Regions from separate parts of the Sorghum bicolor genome. Here region 1 is linked to region 2. The links are chromatin contacts, called in public HiCAR-type maps. All regions are on one chromosome and are shown on one strand. The core of a region is the stretch at or near the end of the contact, and the rest is flanking DNA. Distances in the headings are between cores, read along the strand shown. Region 1 holds the start of LOC110431173. Region 2 holds the start of LOC8065035 (protein FAR1-RELATED SEQUENCE 5).

What was found. HiCAR-type assays count read pairs that join an accessible place to other places.
Region 1: a HiCAR-type map of leaf shows a contact between it and region 2, with 9 times the contacts expected there. The contact joins the promoter of LOC110431173 here to the promoter of LOC8065035 in region 2.

What each region holds. Positions count from the first base shown.
Region 1 is chr10:51,326,052-51,330,765 of Sorghum_bicolor_NCBIv3, reverse strand. It overlaps LOC110431173, which reads right to left and starts at 1,554. Exons shown (of 3, transcript XM_021449890.1): 1 at 1,443-1,554. The coding sequence starts at 1,554.
Region 2 is chr10:51,087,550-51,092,219 of Sorghum_bicolor_NCBIv3, reverse strand. LOC8065035 (protein FAR1-RELATED SEQUENCE 5) reads right to left here and starts at 3,223. Exons shown (of 5, transcript XM_002437151.2): 1 at 3,122-3,223; 2 at 1,446-2,298; 3 at 1,254-1,285; 4 at 1,005-1,169; 5 at 877-912. The coding sequence starts at 3,223. The coding sequence ends at 877. LOC8079312 reads left to right here and starts at 3,539. Exons shown (of 6, transcript XM_021450418.1): 1 at 3,539-3,781; 2 at 4,333-4,670. The coding sequence starts at 4,337.

The DNA.
Region 1 (4,714 bases), core at 305-2,804, 240 kb before region 2:
CTGAGCACAGTTCCGTCCCTCTTTCCTGTCATTACGGTAACATTCAGGCGAATGTCAGTTTGCACATCTTAAGTCACCTGTACACCATATTGAAATAAAATCAAGGTCAAGGATTCACATTACATTTAAAAGACTTTGTTATTTGTAAATAAGTTACAAAGGCAACACTGGAAAATGGATCAACTAGGACTCAGACTCACCATAACTCCACAGCAGCTTCTGTATCTCTGGTCGATGCAACTAATCAAGCAGAGCCACTTGGCTGATAGCAACTCAATAGAAAGGCGGTACAACCGTGCAGCTGCTCAGATCTACTTCCACTCCCTTCCCCCAGAGGTTTTTAGCTGTATGTCATTATGAAAGATTGACCAAACCAGGATGCCATTAAAAAGTTGTTTCGCATCGCTGTATCCAACTTCATCTTCGGCTATACCCGTATGCCATTTCGTCCATTTTGAAGTCTAACGGCAGTTAAGTGGTCTGGCATTTGACTTGAATGCCCCTGGGCCAATTGGTGTCGACAACAAAATCTTCTTTTCCCTAGTGCCACTGTCTGCCAGTTTTTTTTTCCTTCCCTCTGGTGCTTAGTCAAATTAATTAATTATCTCAGTGATTTTTCCCTTGTGTGACAAAACAAAAAAAAGACCATATTAGACCTTGTTTAGTTTTTTTTTTTTGCAAAATGGACACGGTAGCAATTTTGTTTGTATTTGACAAATATTGTCTAATCATGACTTAACTAGGTTCAAAAGATTCGTCTCACAAATTATGAGTGAACTATGTAATTAGTTTTTATTTTCGTCTATATTTAATGCTCCATACATGCGTCTAAAGATTCAATTTGATGAAAAATCTGAAAAAAATTTGTAAATTTTTTGAACTAAATGAATCACAATATGACCCCGTGATCCGTGCAGATTCTGGGCTCCCAAAAAATTTCAAGATTTTTTATCATATCGAACCTTGTGGCACATGCATAGAATATTAAATTTAGACAAAAACAAAAACTAATTACACAGTTTGTCTGTAAACCGTGAGATGAATCTTTTGACCCTAATTAGTCTATGATTAGATAATATTTGCCATAAACAAACGAAAGTGTTACGGTTCTCAAAATGCAAAATTTTTGCCAACTAAAGCCTTGTTTAGTTCACCCAAAAACCAAAAAGTTTTCAAGATTCCCTGTCACATCGAATCTTTCGACACATGCATGAAGCATTAAATATAGACGAAAATAAAAACTAATTGCATAGTTTAAGTGTAAATCGCGAGACGAATCTTTTGATTTTAGTTAATCCATAATTAGATAATATTTCACACAAACAAACAAAAATGCTACAGTAACGAAATCCAAAATCTTTTCGCATCTAAATAAGGCCTAAACAAGGTCTTAAAATGCAAAACGTTCCGTCCTGGCAGGATCACAGGATTACAATACGTACCTTTCTTCTGCCTGTCTGCTAAAACTTTGTTTTTTTTCGTGTTGCGAACCGCGCCAGCAGCCGAGCACTGAGTGCAGTCAGCGAGCAGGAGCCGCAGCGTCTGGGAGCGCATCCACGTTGGCGGGCCCGCAACGTCAGCGGCCAGGGAGAGCAACACGAGCACGGCAGCGTGTGGTCTATGGACGGGAAGGGCAAAAAGGACATTTTTCTACCCAGGACCCACGTGTCAGACCCCTTAAACGTTACAAAACGAACAGAATGGCAACGAAATGGCACACGGGTATAGTCGAAGATGAAGTTGGACACAGCGGTGCGAAACAATTTTTTAGTGGCCTCCTGGTTTGGTCAATCTTTTATAATGGCATACATGTAAAAAGCTCCTTCCCCCAACTAGCAGCAGTGTCGGTCCTATGATTTTGAAAGCCCTCTCACAAACTCACCGCCACGATCCCTCTAGACCATATATAAAACATCTATAAATTTTCCCAAGTATTAAGAGCATGTATAAGAAACCCAACACTCAATTCTCTCATGGGTCCCTTTTTGAATTAATATATATCTACCTTTATTATCAAGATTTCCCCAAGTTTTAGAATAAATAAATACATCATAAATAAAAGCTTTTTGAGCATCATCAATTGAATTTTCAGGTTGAGAGAAAGACTGTTAATCTTCATTCTCTGTGGCATTATCATTGGCATCAACTTGTCCACTTAAATTATCATTAACTTGCTTTTGTCTTTGTTCTTCAATATCAAGTGCATCTACAGGATTATAATCAGACACAACACCGCCTGAAGCTAAAAAATTATGTATAACACCTTTTTAAAATTCAATAAATTGATCTTTTAGTTTTTTCGTTTTCTTTTCTGAGCCCCTGACAAATGTTTTTAGTATTATTTTTAAGATTCTAACACCTAAATTCGAAGAAAAATATAACTATATGAGTACCAAGTACTAGAAGTCTCAAATACTTAATTTGGATTAAGAAAATGATGAAGGAAAAAAATACCTACAGGCTAGGGCCTGATTGGCTGATGAACTGATACAGTGATGATCGGCTGCAGCCTGCAGATTGCCTAGTCGAGTGATTGCGTTGTCGTCGAGTCTAGAATCCGCCATAGAGTGCTCTGCCCCGATTGCCAGCTTGCTCTGTGTATCCGTGAGACACGAGTCCACGGTGGCTCCGTGAGTCCATGTCTTTGCCTCTTCGGCTACTACGGGTTACGGTGCTCGCGTATACATACTAAACTACTAAAGACTACACAGCGGGGGGAGTAGGGGTCTCTGTATTGTATACCTGGGCCTAGCCCCTCAGTCCCATGGGCCCTTGGCCATCGCACCCTTGACACCTCTCCAGGGTTGGCACCGCTAGCAGCTGTGCTTCCTTTCCTCCTATGCGGCTATGCCCATGTTCTGATCAAGTGTTCCGATGGTGAACATACTGCCATCATGGTGGTCGAGCCACTGGTATCCACATGGGCGAAACTAGAACAAAAGTTTAAGTGACGGTTTATTACTGATGGACCTCTATAGTTATACAAAAGAAAATATAATTTCTTTAGAAATCTAGAAATTGATTGGGTCATGTGTGTTGGGTATTCTTAACATCATTACCAAAAGTAGACTAAGTTCTCTAAATCTAGTAACGGTGCCAAAAATGCCAAACCTATCCCTCACACCACTTAAGCCAAGTTGTCATCCCCAGCATGATATAAGAGATGCGGTATTGAAATATGCAATTGCTCTTCTAAATAAATAATGAATGGGATCTGCAAGCGCACAGATTAATACCGATGCAGCATTTTAACCGGGAAGTATTCCGGGTATCGTTATTTATATTTTTACCACTGGGAAGGGATTAGCAATTATCACTATTGATTACAGAATAGAATATGAGATTGAGCATCTATCATTGCATGTATAATTGAGAACATTATATCTAACTCTTCATACAGGGATAAGTGTCACATAAAAGATATATGAAATAATAATAGTGACAAGGATAACTAATCTGATCTAGCCACATAATAAATATGATAAGCACCTCAATTAGATACTCTAGAAAGTCATTAGCATGGTATTAGAACGAACTACAAGAATATTTCCTAAGTTATTCTTAACTATATAGTCTAGCATTATCATAGTTAGTGCAAGCATACTTAGCAATCATTGCGAGACAAGACTACGCCCATGCATAGTGATATTAGCGAGGAATATGAGAAACATAGCAATCACTCCCCTGTAATAATGTTGCTCTGCCAGCCCAATACACGAGAGGGGGACTATATAAGAATCAATGAAGCTGTCACTATCACGAACCACCCCACGATCTGGCATATTGGGTACAATCGCAGATAAATACGGTATAAGCACCACGCCTACACAATATCTATCATTTACCCATGGATCCGATGGATAAACGCTATACGATCCTAAGCATGTATATAGATCGAATCTAACTAAGCCAAGTACATAACTATGATAAACTAAGAACAATATAATCTTGAATATAAGCAAGTAGAGCAAAGTCATAAGCAATATATTGAAGTAGAACAAAGTCATATTCATAATATTGAAGAACAAAGATAATTAGAAAGCAATTAGAAACATAATTAGAGAATTACCAAGAATCCTCCTGACAGATCCGGAAACCAATCGAAGATTGACTCCTTCTAGTTCTAATCCTATGTAGCTATGCTAATCTAGATGTCTAATTGATGTGGTGGCTCTAATCTTGATCAGAGGCTTCTTCTCCCTTGATGGAACAATGAATTAGGGTTGAGAGGCTCTCTCCTCCAGGGGCCAGGGGGTCTGGTTTTATAGTCCCTTCAAGTGAATATGGGCCATTGGATCAAACCGACATAGATTGTATGGTTTAGATTCATCCTTTAGGTCGGTGGAGATTTCCCACAAAGCAGAGTCCTGATTGGACTCAGGGGCAGGGCGGGCGCCCTGACCAACTGGGCGGGCGCCCAGGGTCAGGCCCCGTTTCGCCTCCGCTTCGGTCTCGTGGCTTCTGGAGTCTTCTAGATGTAAGATAATTGCGCAGCACGTTAATATCTTTACGTAATCCCGACATGTGGGCCTTTCTTCCGTATTTCCTGATAACCGCCTGCAGAAATAGACAAACACCAAAACTCGTGGAATTCTGTCAGATAAAACCCTAAGTCTAGATGTTGATTTCATTTGGATCCTTTTCTTTATTTATTTGATAATTAAATTTGATACTTCAGGACCATCAACAAACTCCCCCAAGCTTACCTCTTGCT
Region 2 (4,670 bases), core at 1,974-4,473:
GTCGCTGGAGCACTCGCCCGCCGCGCTGGATCCTCCTCCCCCATCCCGTCTCTAGCCGAAGTCGTCCCGTCCGGAGCCCCCACCCCTCGCCGGAGGACGCGGCCTCGTCGGAGCACACGCCCACCACGCCGGAGCTCCTGCGCCACGCCGTAGCCCGTGCCTCCCGCGTCGGAGCCCCCGCCTGCTGCCGGAGGACGCGCCCGCCGCGCCGAAGCCCCTGCCGACACGCAGGAGCCCCTTGCCGACCTGCTATTTATGCACCACGCCGGTGCCCCTGTCCATTCCATTCAGACATGCTGATTTTGCATCCTCTGTTTTTTATTGCAGGATGCTGATGCTTGCACTAAACGCTGATGCCTTCACTGAACAATGACGTGTTGAGTCCATGCTTGCACTGGACGCTAAAGTGGGCAAGAAGAACATGAAGATTGTAATTGATTCCCTGTTTTTTAGGCCTTGTAGGTGTTCTAGTGTGATTGCCGCTGGAACGTGGAAGTGATCAGAATGTACTAGTTTCTTTTAGGAAGCAGTGTGTGTGCCTGTATGTTTCCAGAATCGAAATGGATAAATATATGGTTCTGATTTAATGAATGAAAATTCCCATAATTGGGTTATGCATATTGGCCATCAGTTGGTTCCCATACTTGTGCCATATATATGTCAGTGAGGCCATCACAAGGCATTGTTGATTAAGTTCAGAGTCTACATAGATGTTCAAATACATATGAAGCTACACAAAATATATCCTGACCGAACATTACAATTTAACCATAAAACCAAAAACTACATAATTCCCATATGGTCTAAAAGGTCATCAATCTGTAAAGCATCACCACCAGTCCAAAAGCTATTCTCCAAAAACAAATGTCCATACTACTAGAAATCAGCAATAACATCATTTGTGATTGCCCCCTGCAAATGACATGGTTCAGAGAAACAATTGAGATAATGTATTGATGGCCATGTATAGTTTTAAAAAATGATGTTTGAGCTTCAAATATTACTATCAGTATCTGAGAGAAGCTGTTGATGGCCATGTATGGTGCAGACATTTCTTCCACGGGCAAAGAAGTAGTAGGATCAATATTTTGCATTGGGGCTGTTGCTGCTTCCTGTACTACTACTTTTTTTTCCTTTTTCTTACCTCCCTTCTTTGCAGTTTCTTGTTCCTTCAAGTAAAAGAATTTAAACAGAGCATGATCCCTTGAATGCACAGTAAAAAAGCATCAACCATATTTTGGTTTATCACATACCTTTGAACCATCTTCTTTTATCTTCCACAACCCTTTCAAAATGCTTAAGGAATCGAATGATATCAAAATCTGATTTGAAATGTCGCTTCAACTCACTATTAAAACTCTCACTCAATTGAGTACTCCTCATTCCTAATGTGTACACATTAGTCATATAACAAGCAGCCCATTGTTCTCTAAACTTATATATACTATCCAACCAAGTTTGCTTGTTGGCCTTTCTCCTCAGAGTGTTAAATGCTTCTTGAAATGTTTCTTCATCTTCGTACTCATACATGCATGCACTAAAATCTGCGAGAATACTTGGTTCTTTTGGTTCTTCCTTGTTGTCTTTTTTCTTTCTTTTTGGAGGAGTATCTGATTCTTCATCGTCACGTTCAGCGAGATGCCTAACAGCGTTCTGCATAATATGAAAAACACATAGACCATGCCAATATTCTAAAAAGACCTCCTTAACAGCCTTTCCCATTGCTGCATCTTGGTCAGTATATATTGTTTTTGGTTGCTTGCCATTATGTGCGTTTAGGAAGGTCTCAAATAGCCATTTGAAGGACTCAAATGTCTCATCATACATGAGAACGACACCAAAAACTACAGTCTGCCTAAAATGATTGAACCCAAGAAATACTCCAAAAGGCCTACTCTCCTTGTTTGTTCCAAAAGTAGTATCAAAGCTGACAACATCACCAAAATATGCATAGTCAGTGAGCATTTTAGCATCAACCCAAAAAATGTTAGCTATTTGTTCTTCTCGGTCCATTTGCAATGCATATTGGAATGATGGGTTCTCGGCAATTTTTTCTTGAAAATAACTAAGCATGCTTCCAGCTTGACCATATGCCATCTCACGTTGGCGCTTGGCCCTTAAATAGTTCTTGTGGTCTCGAAGAGTGTAGCTGAGATTATGTGAGCCACCAACTTGGATGGAAGCCAACTCATGTGCAGCTTTGGGCCCAATTCCTGCATTGTCAGCCGTCTCAATTTCAAAACCCTGTAGCTCTGAGATTTTTCTCTGGGACGCCAACAAATGTGAAGCTTGTGGCAACTGAAGGATGTGATTGTGTTCCAAAATCACATCGGTCACTTTATAATTTCCCTTCTCTCGGTCCAGTACAAGACTCATGAGAACTCCACAATCGGTTCTAGTTTCTGCTCTTGGAGACTTTATTATACGATTTCTTTTATCTTTCACTCTATGACCCTGATTTGCACAAACAAATCTGTAGGATGTAATCTTTCCATCTGACTTTCTTTTGTTTGTGTACCTTTTTCTAACCTCAAAGCCTTTTTTCCCTCCATAACTAACCCAAAACATCCAGGCCTCATTTGTGTTATTGAATTCCATGCCAACTTGAGGTAACGCATCAGGAATGAAACACTCTCTACAAATAAAAATTAATGATTATAGAAGATACTATATGTGATGCTAAGTACAAATCTTAAAAACTATAGGATCTCATGGATAAAAAGGAATAGTCATGGTGTAACACACCTTTTCTCTTCCATCTTTAATATTCAAATTTAGTTTTGATGCAGATTTTCCATCTCAATGATGCAGATCTTCCATTGAATCAAACCCTAAATAATAGAATGAATCACTAGGGAGGACAAAAGGAACCAAATCAGAGTAAAATGGAATCTGGAATCTAAGCACCTAGGTACCTAAGCACATGCGTGAGGATGCACAGCAATGAGACGATGGTCGGCCGACACTTGAGCACGCAGGACGGGATGACAAGACAATCTCCTTGTGCCTTCCCCTGGCAGCTCCCGCCAAAACATGAGCAAGTGTTGTAACCTGGCGCCAAAAAAGCCTGGAGCCGCGCCAAATAAACACCTCTGCATCGAAAGGAAAAAAAAGACACAACCAGGCCGTCTCTTCGTGGGCCGAGGACCATGCAGTAGGTCGTCTCCTTGCAGCCGTCGGGATTGGAGTGGACGGACCGATTCCAGCGACTGCAGCCAGCCATCGCTGGCACAATATGTTGCCTCCCATAAAACATTGTAATTATTTTCCATAGAAACACTAATTCATTTCGTTTAGATATGCCCGTGATATAGGATGAAAACAGATCGGATGTGGATGAATATTACTGATATCATATTTGTTTCTATATTCAGATTCAAATACGAATAATGTCAACCGATTAAATGTTATAATTTAAATATAAATATTTAGACTCAGATACGAACAGATCTAAACTAAACTAATGTAAACAAAATTTCGTACCGTTTTTGATGCTAACTATCGGCAATCAGCACTTAATTCGAGCCGACACCGTCGCAAAGGGGTTGTGCGTACCCGCACGGCCGCACCACCCCACAGTTCGTCACCGTGGTGGAGCAGTCTCCACTCGCCACAGCCCACCGCCCCCCAAGCCGTCACCTCCTCGCCCGCGGCCGCGTCGCCGGCTTGTCAACAAGCTCGTCTAGATCGGCCGCCGCATCGCGCCACGCCGCCGTCTCTGTGCTCCTCGCCGCGCAGGTCACGCCGCCAGGGAAGCAGGCAGCAGGCAGCAGGCAAGCAGGTGCCGTCTCTTCTTCCATCGCCCAGGCAGAGTCACTTGCATGCGACCTTCGTTTCCTTAGTGACTTTACTATGTACTGTAGCTGGCTAGTCTGCTACCTGTTGACGGCATCAAACGTCAGTGTGTGTGGGTTAACACCGAGCATTTCTGTTTCCGAAATGCGATTTACAGAAACCCCTGTTCTAGAAACTCATTTCGTACAAAATAACCGAAACGGAAAAAAAGTGGTTAATTTTAGGTTCCGGGTTTTGGTATTTCTATGCTTAATAAATCGGCTCCAATTTACTTCCCCCAGCTCAGGGTGGAAAGTGTCAGGCATTTAGGATACATTGAGGTTTACATTTTTATCACATTAATTATTTGGTTACATTGGATCGTTTGTTAGATTGCATGATGCTGTTGGCTACCAATATGATGTTCCCGTAGTATGCAATTTTGCATGCAGGAATAGCCTGGTTGTTGCCCTCTGATTTTGTGTTCCTTTTTTTTTTCCCCTTCATTCAATAATGAGTCATTGGTGGCACTTCTAAGAAAACCCATCTTGAATCTAGGAATATGGTGATGAAGAGCAAGAAAACTGTGTACGGATCATCATGCAAGAAGGGCAAGGTGTTTAGCAGCCTAATTGGTAGACATGGTTCTGAAATAGATCCATGTTATAGACTTTTCCTTGAACATTTAAGCAGAGATGGGAATACATATGTCGTCGATGTGCCAAAGGGCGACCATGGCTTGCCCTTTTCTGTACGGTATGAGGAGGATTGTACGTCCTATGGAAATACTAAGGGCAAAAGTAGCCCAAATTTTCCCAACCGTTCACGGCGCACAAGTTCGGGCATTTCAGATGGCAAACGACCTGATGTAAAAGTGGTCAAGGCTGCCAGCAGAA